Regions from separate parts of the Mus musculus genome. Here region 2 is linked to region 1. The links are chromatin contacts, called in public Hi-C maps. All regions are on one chromosome and are shown on one strand. Each heading gives the region's core, a stretch centred on a gene start, on an enhancer-like site or on the middle of the called end of the contact. The rest is flanking DNA. Distances are from core to core; before and after follow the strand shown. Region 1 overlaps Polr3e (polymerase (RNA) III (DNA directed) polypeptide E). Region 2 holds the start of Hs3st2 (heparan sulfate (glucosamine) 3-O-sulfotransferase 2).

Region 1 (4,178 bases), core at 1,106-3,605:
GCCCTGCACAGGCTTGTCCTGAAGGGAAGCAGTCCTTAGATTGTTTGAGGACAGCTGTGTTTGCTCTTCTGACTAGGTATTCTTAGCTTTTGGGGACGTCTGTGTTGAGGGGCCTCCGGAGTCTGACTTGGGGCATAGGAGTGCAGCTCCCAGCCGGCCTCATTCACTCATGCCAAGTGCCCTTTGGCTTTGGCTGCTTTTCTAGTGTTCGCATACCGTTGGGTTGGAGCCCGCAAGTGTATACGAAGTGTTACTATAGACAACAAGTAGCCATCCTTTCCTCTTGGCTCTCAGTGAATACTGAGAATACTTCCCCTCTCGAGAGTATTCCTGTGAGGTAGGTCAGGGACATGACAGCTGATGAGGCAGCGAGAGCTGTGGGAGCTGGAGCCTCTGGGAAGCCATGCCAACTACCAGTTGCTGCCACAGTGGAATGTCTCCATGCATAGGGCAGCATCTTGGTGCTGAATTCTCACGATGCTCTCAGGAGGCCCTGGGGATGCAAGAATGAACCAGATGGCCAAGGCCTCGTCCACTGAATACTTTGTTTTGGATTGAATGAGGCAGCCCAGCCTTCTTGGAGGAGAGAACACATCTGTAACATCTGTAAAGGCTGAAGGTGTCTCAGGTGTAGAGGCTACCCAAGGCACATACTAAGAAGAGTGGGGCAGAAGCTGCCCAGGCTCTGAGCTTCGCCTGTGCCTTTGCCTAGGCCTCTCTCAGGCCTGTTGCTGCCTCCTAGAATATGATGCCTTTCTTCCTCAGATGTGGAAGTTCACACAGAGCCGATGGGTGGTAAGAAAGGAGGTGGCAGCAGTGACCAAAGTAAGTGGTGTTCTTCATGACCTCAGGGCTCGCTATAGGAGGGAGCTTGGGGCTGGCGGTGCCTCACACTCCTCCTCCCGCAGCTCTGCGCTGAGGATGTGAAGGACTTTCTGGAGCACATGGCTGTAGTGAGAATCAACAAAGGCTGGGAGTTCTTACTGCCTTACGACCTGGAGTTTATCAAGAAGCATCCAGATGTGGTCCAGCGGCAGCACATGCTGTGGTCGGGCATCCAGGCCAAGTAAGGGCTTGTGGGGCAGCATGAGGGGTGTAGTAGGTGGCCCTGGCCCTGCCTCCCAGGAACAGCACACTTGGGCTGCGTCTGGGCAGTGAGGGACACTTGGGGTGGGGCTGTGTGTACCACAAAGATGATCACTAAATATCCCCACATCTTCTTACCGCAGGCTGATGCAGCCATACCCTTGGCTTGTCGTCTGCTTTGTTCTGAGGGCTAGAGAGGAGAAAGAAGGGCACTTAGTCTAGTGAGAAAAACAGGATTGTCATTCTCTTGACACTGGCCCTGGGCTCTGGCTAGGGGCTGGCGTGCACAGAGGGCTTGTATGGGAGAAGGCCTGGCTGAACCCTGTGTGCAGAGTGTTTTGGTGACCCAATGCCCTGGGCTTGGGGGCTTGTTCTGTGATGAGGCGATACAACGTATACGTTAGAGTTTAAAGGGTTTGTTCTTTTTTTCAGATTAGAAAAAGTCTATAATCTCGTAAAAGAAACCATGCCAAAGAAGCCGGATGGACAATCAGGTGTGTGTGGCTTCAAGGCTGGGTAGGCTTCCAGCTTGGTCCCTGGCCCAGAAGGGGCCCTTTTTGGGATCAGGCCCAGAAGAGGGCCATGTTATTTTCAAAGTTCATCCTTTCTGTGCTGACCTTCCTTCTCTCTCCACCCCACCACCAAGTTAGCCTATTGCTTGTCCAACAGGACAGCCTCAGTGGTCCCCACTCCCACCCCAGGAGGGCACTGTGTCCTTGAGGGCAGAGTGGAGTCTGAGACCTGTTGGATCAGCAGGTGGTGTTATAGGAGCTGCTGGAATCCCAGCAGGGCTCTGTAATTCTGTGCCCACTTGATTTCTCCCCTCAGTGTTAGATAGCAGAGTTCCTCCTGAGCAAGGAAGAGCGGAAGACAGCACATGGTTCCTTGCTTCAGGAGCTGCCTTCTGGTGTCCCCTACTCTCTGTCTCCATGCTTTGTCTGCCTGGGACCTGTACCCTTCTGAACCATAGTGTCTATCTACACAGCGCCTGTTGGTCTGGTCTCTGGGGAACAGCGGGTCCAAACAGCCAAAACCAAGGCCCAGCAGAACCATGCCTTCTTGGAGCGTGAACTGCAGCGACGGAAGGAGCAGATGCGGGCAGCCACAGTCCTGCCCAGCGTGCAGATCAAGGAGGAACCCCTGAGTGAGGAGGAAGCCGATGGGGCTGAGCTGGAGGCTGAGGAAGAGGAGCCCATGGACACTGCACCCAGCACTTGCCTCAGCACCAAGTTGGCCAATGGGCTGCCTGCTGGGCGGGCAGTGGGTGGGGACAGCCTAAATGGACACCCAGTTCCAGGCTGTGCCAGCAACCCGGTTGCCTGTGAACTGAAGGCTTTTGTGGAAGCCACCTTTCAGAGACAGTTTGTGCTCACGCTGAGCGAACTCAAGCGCCTCTTCAACCTGCACCTGGCAGGCCTGCCCCCGGGCCATATACTCTTCAGTGGCGTCTCAGACCGAATGCTACAGGATACGGTGCTGGCCGCTGGCTGCAAGCAGATACTGGTGCCTGTAAGTAAAACCTGTGTCTGTCAGGACAGGGTCAATCAGAGCCCTTCAGGAGGACAGCTGGGCGGTCTTCGCCTTCTTAGGAATCAGGCATGCGGAGAAATCTGTGTGTCTTGGCTCCATCTGTCTGTCTTAGGGACAGTGGCTGTGAGCCTGCGTGTGGATAGGGTACATGTTGTGTTCACTAGATGGCTATGTGAGTCTCAGGGCTCCCTGTCCTCATCTGAAGTGGGTGTGTTGGTTTTCTACCACAGGAAAGTAAGTTTGATAGGGCCCTAGGCACTATCAACGCCTCAGTAAACATAAGTCCTTTCCCCGGTTGGTATTTAGTTAGTCTCTAGGATATGAGTGGTACAGCTAGAATTTGAACCTCAGTCTAGAGGCTCTATCTAATCTGCTTTCGCAGAGATGAGATGAGCACTTCCCCTCGTAGGGAAGCCATGGCTTCCAGGCTATTTGACCATATAAGCTCTAGCCTCTGCAGTAGGCTTGGGGTGGTGGTGAACCTCCTTTACTTCAGTCATGTGGAGTGGGCTCCGCAGTGGGCTGGAGACTGTTGCCGTTGGCGGAAAGGAGTGTTTGGGTACAGTCTGAGGGAAGCTGTGTGGCTCATTCCTAGGCTCTAGCCAGCCCAGGAAGCAAATCAGGTAGGGACTGTGGGGAGGTGGCTATTCTGGCTTATATAGGGAGTATGCCATGTGCAGCAGCAAGGTCACAAGCACAAGGATGAAGCTTAGGCCAAGGCCCTTGCTTCTGTATGTAAGGAACAAAACAAGAGGCGCTGTGACCTCTATTGGTGGAATTTTCTTGCTGAGGTTTGCTTTTATAAGATGCTGGGATTGGGTTCATGGCTACCGCAAGTGGGGCCAGTATTCTGCAGGCCAACTTTTCTATGTCCTGGGCAGGAAAAGGATACTAGTCTGGTAGTAGAGATTGCCTAGGCCATTCACATGGACAGAGGATGAGGGACCTTCTGTGAAAGTGGTACTCTTTCCTGCTTAGCCATGCTCCTTCCTCTCAGAAGTGCTGGCATCTAGAGAACACCCCAGCCCTGTGTGGAGCAGTTTGACCCAAGGGCCATTTTCATAGCATGTCCAAGAAAAAAAGGTCATGGAAAGTAGACATAAAGACCCAGGTTTAACTCGTGCTTCACTCCTCTGCACTAAGGACCTATAGACAGTGAACATGCTTATCCTTTTGGTGAATGGGCAGGGCAACCCCTCGGCGAGGCTCAGGTTCTGTCAGGCTTTATGTGTTAGTGAGCATGGATCAGCTATAGGATCGAGACTGCAGGCCACAGTGCTGGCATCTCCCCTGACCTCCTTTTCAGACACCAGGACTGTCATCCTCTTCTGGTTGCCCCTGAAGCATGCCGCAAAAAAGGCATGGGAGTTTGCCAACATCTTGTTTTAGCTACTCTTCTTATGCTGTGCTTGTGGGAAACAGCTGAGCAGAAGTCGTAAGGAATACTAGGGAGGGGAGACTTTAGAACATTGCCAGGTAGATGCCTCCAGGCAGCAGCAGCAGCACACTGATGCCATCCCAAGCACCTGTTGGTGCACTGGCATTGCAGATTCCTCAGAGCC
Region 2 (4,178 bases), core at 789-3,288, 450 kb after region 1:
GTCAAAGCATTGAGAATAAGTGACTGAGAGTGCCCACCCCCGGAAAGGACATCTACAGCACATGCTTCCCAAGGCTCAGGGAACGTTAGAGGAGGGGGAAATAAGAATACAAGAACTGGAGGATGAGAAGGAGAACTGTGAAGTGATGCTTTCTGAACATGTCAGGGTCATTGCCTTCATGAACTCACAGTCACAGTGGCTACCTGCACAACATCCACACAAGGTCAAGACCGTCAACCTCCCCCTATAGACTGATAGGGAGCTTATGGGGCCCATTCATGGCTGGGGAGCTACTGGCAGGTGATGGCTGCCAGTGAATCCTTTCTCTTCGGAGGTGTGGCGACTGGTAAGTTGCTCATGCTGCAGAAGATGGACCCACACCCAGTAAGCTGTGGGAATTACTAATTGAACTTAGTGGGTTATTTTTTGAAGAAGAGGAGGAGGAGGAAGAGAAGAAAGAGGAGGAAGACAAAGAGGAGGGAGACAAAGAAGGAAGAGGAGGGTGAGGAGATGAAGAAGAGGAGGAGGAGAAAAAGAGGAAGAGGAGAAGGAGGAGGTAGGAGATGGGGAGAAGAAATGAAATTGGGAGTGAACATGTTAGAGGGTTCTGGGAGCTGCTGAGATTGGAAGTGATATGATATGAAATTCTCAGAATAAATAAAAATATTTTTTTATAAAATAATCCAAAGAAATGCGAGGAAACGGTAATAGTATGGTAGGCTTTAACAGTTATCAAATTACTTATCATGTACTATATGTATTAGAAACTAGTCCCTACAGCAGAGAGCTTGATCTAAGTTTTCTAGGGATGGGCTTGGTTTAGAAACAGAGCATATTTCCCAGTTTGAGCAAGAATACACAGACCTTGTCCTGAAGTCATCGTCAGTCTAACGGAAGCTGAGGGGGGTGGTGGGGTCATACAGCCATCTTGTGAGGGTCTTCTCTTTGGGAACACTGGTCCAGGTTTTTAGGGGATGTAAATCCCACCTGGAATGCAGGGTTCTAACCAGCTAGGGTTGGTCACTGGGAGCTGTTCTGAAGACAACCTCTTGACAATCATTAGATGTAGAAGTGCTCTGTCCTTTATTTCCTCCTGCTTTGTCACTGTGAGGAAACCAGTTATATGCTGACCCTTATATAGCGTCTGGTACCCTGGACAGCTCCCTGGGGAGCAGGCCACCGCTAGGGGGCGGCCGCCAAGAGATGAATAAGTCTGAGGCTCTGGGGCTAGCTTGATTTCCAGGCCCAGTAAGGGGGCGGGGGGGGGGGGCGGGAGTCGGGGTGTGTGTGTGATGAGGTGGTGTGCAAATTGGATAGAGGTTTGTGCTCCATGGGTGCGAGACAGAGTGAGTCGCCTGGGTGTGAGTCAGCATGCGGGTGCTAGGGGGCTCGGTAACTAGTCACGGAATCTCACTCTCCTCCACCCATCCATTTTGCACTGTGCGCCCAGGTCCCATGCGTGTGCGCACCCTGCACGATGCCAGATTCCAGGCTGTGTGTATTGGTTCGGCGAGATGGCTGGGGATGGGGTGTGTCCTTGTTGTGTTCCTATCTTCGGGTTAGGTGTATTCTTCTCTCCACCCTCTGTGGGGTGTTGAGGAGTGTCCGGATTAGAGTGAGCTTGTTCCTGTGCTAGTGTATGTGTGGTGCATGTGTGGGTAAGTGTAGTGGAACCGAGTATCAGGGTTGGGTGCTTGCATGAACACCCGGGTCTATGTGTAGGGTGGGTGTTGGCGTAATCTCAGGTGTCCAGAGGCCGGAGTGATGGGGGTGTCTAATCTCCCACAGGAGTACAGGACATACCTGCCCACCCTCCCTTCACCTCCCCAAGCTGGTCAAGGCTCCGTAGGGAGCAGTCCTCATGGGGAGAACCTGGGGAGGTGTTGTACCTGAGAGGAATAAGAGAGTCAGGGTGCAAGGGGCGGGCCAGGTCCCCGGGTGCGGCGCGGGCTCGGGGGACCCGCGCGGCTGACGTCAGGCGACTCCTTAAATAGAGCCGGTAGCGCGCTCCACTCGGCATTTCCCGAGGAGCCAGAACGCGGCCGGCGCCAGCGCCACCGTCCGGTCCGCTCATCCTCCCGCCGGCACTGCCGCGCGGCCACAGAGCGTCCCCAGAAAGGCGCTCGGAGCATCCGGAATGGGGCTTCGGGCGCTGGGCGCGCTCCGAACCCGACGCGCGTGAGAATCGAAGAGCGCCGGGAGCCGCCCGGCTGTCCAGAGCCCTCATCGCTTAATACCGGGAGATGCTGGCAATGCAGCCACCTGGTCCCCGAGGAGCCACCGTACCCGGGACCCCCGGGCACGGTGCTTGCCCAGGCCAGCTGCCCCCAGAGGAGATGATATCCCTTACGCCCAACGCGCACAGCGGGGACAGCGCCACGCGAGCCCTCTAGGCAATCGCAGAGCCACGCAGCAGCTCCGCCGCAGGTGCCACCTCGGAAACCATGACCCCCGGCGCGGGCCCATGGAGCTATGGCCTATAGGGTCCTGGGCCGCGCGGGGCCACCTCAGCCGCGGAGAGCGCGCAGGCTGCTCTTCGCCTTCACACTGTCCTTGTCCTGCACTTACCTGTGTTACAGCTTCCTGTGCTGCTGCGACGGTCTGGGCCAGAGCCGCCTGCTCGGCGCACCGCGTTGCCTCCGCGGCCCCAGCGCAAGCGGCCAGAAACTTCTGGCGAAGTCCCGCCCGTGTGATCCCCCGGGGCCGACGCCCAGTGAGCCCAGCGCTCCCAGCGCGCCCGCCGCTGCCGCTCCAGCACCGCGCCTCTCCGGATCCAATCACTCTGGCTCCCCGAAGCCAGGCACCAAACGGCTGCCCCAAGCCCTCATTGTGGGCGTCAAGAAAGGGGGAACTCGGGCGGTGCTGGAGTTTATCCGCGTGCACCCGGACGTGCGGGCCTTGGGCACTGAGCCCCACTTCTTCGACAGGAACTACGGACGAGGACTGGACTGGTACAGGTAAGAGGGTCACGACAGCTCCACTCTGAGCTTTGGGTTCGCTCCATCCTTAGAGTAATTCCTTGCCTGTCTTAAACCGGCAAGTGGATTGTGGGGTGACTACTGTAGAGGGTCCACCCAGAACTTCCCGGAGACTGACTCTTCATGACGCTCTTTGAAGCGCAAAGGGAAAGAGTATTCCTCTTGTCCCTGGGGTCTCTGGAAGGTAGGGGACATTTCTAGTCAAAACTAGGTGCTGGCTGGAGGGCTGCCTTCTTTGTCCAGTTTTTAGGGCGGTTGGAGCTGGTTCCCTAAGGCAAAAGGCTCTACTCCTACCCCTAAGCTGATCTTCCCTGGCCTGTGTGGCACCTGCAGTTGAGAAAGGGAAACCACCACAAAGGCCCTGTGTGGTGATTTCTGCCTGGTAGGTACCCATTCTTAGGGCAATATGAGAGTGTGTCCTGAGTTCTCGCAATGAGGAGAATGCCAGTCTCTGCTGTAAATATTCGCTATGTTCTGAGGCTCACTCCTCCAGCAGTTCTAGTCCTGAGCTGGTGGGGTTGGAGTGTAGGAAGGAACCTTCGCTTTTGGTCCTGTCTCTGACACTTACATTGAGCAAGTTCCTCAAACTCTTCCAGCATTTCTTTCACTATCAATTACAAGGGGCTGGAAAATACTTCCTGCCCTGTTTGCCTGTCCAGTCTTTTTCAAAGTGTTTGAAAGATGTAAAAATGACCGTTAGAGGTGCTTTTAAAATAGTAGCCAACAGGAGGGATTTGGAAGATAGGTGGGCACTTCAGGTGAAGACTAGGCAGGATCCTAGGAGTAGTCAGACATGCTTAGAATGCCCACTCTTCCCTTGGACTTCTGCCAGCTAGAGTCCCTCCCTCCTCCAGGGGGTGGTGTCTGGACCTACAGTGAGGCTTCATTCTCCAGTGCAGCCTTCACTCTTCAGTGCCTCTGGTATCCATTGGCCTTCACACCTTGTGTTGTGCAGAATTGCAGGATAGGTGCACAGAGGGACTGAGTCAGGGCACCTCTGGGGCTAGAGTATAGTGTGAGCCTAAGAGATGTCACAGAATCTGTCTGTCATGGAATCTACCTGAAGACATTCTAGGCAGTTCAGAACAGTAATGCAATTCTGGAGGGATGCCATGGTGGCTGCCAGAGTTGCTGAGGCTATTTCTTTTATTTTTCATATAAAAGGAGACCCTTGACTCATTAGAGTCATAAGCATACTGG

What was found. Hi-C and Micro-C count contacts between places; a contact is called where the count stands out from the background.
Region 2: a contact with region 1 is called in a Hi-C map of cerebral cortex, with 4 times the contacts expected there. The contact joins the promoter of Hs3st2 here to the enhancer-like site in region 1. A contact is called at or near these places in 1 of 39 promoter capture datasets (hippocampal neurons) and 4 of 484 Hi-C or Micro-C datasets (cerebral cortex, cortical neurons and embryonic stem cells).

What each region holds. Positions count from the first base shown.
Region 1 is chr7:120,938,231-120,942,408 of GRCm38.p6, forward strand. Polr3e (polymerase (RNA) III (DNA directed) polypeptide E) reads left to right here. Exons shown (of 21, transcript NM_025298.4): 15 at 766-825; 16 at 909-1,066; 17 at 1,519-1,580; 18 at 2,072-2,595. Among named protein-coding and RNA genes, the nearest start is that of Polr3e, 23 kb to the left of the region's middle. Within about 2 kb of position 2,356, at least 34 of the 459 cell types and tissues checked have an H3K27ac peak or open chromatin away from gene starts, as enhancers often do. A contact at or near this core is called in cerebral cortex and embryonic stem cells, where this site is marked.
Region 2 is chr7:121,390,258-121,394,435 of GRCm38.p6, forward strand. Hs3st2 (heparan sulfate (glucosamine) 3-O-sulfotransferase 2) reads left to right here and starts at 2,039. Exons shown (of 2, transcript NM_001081327.1): 1 at 2,039-2,957. The coding sequence starts at 2,473.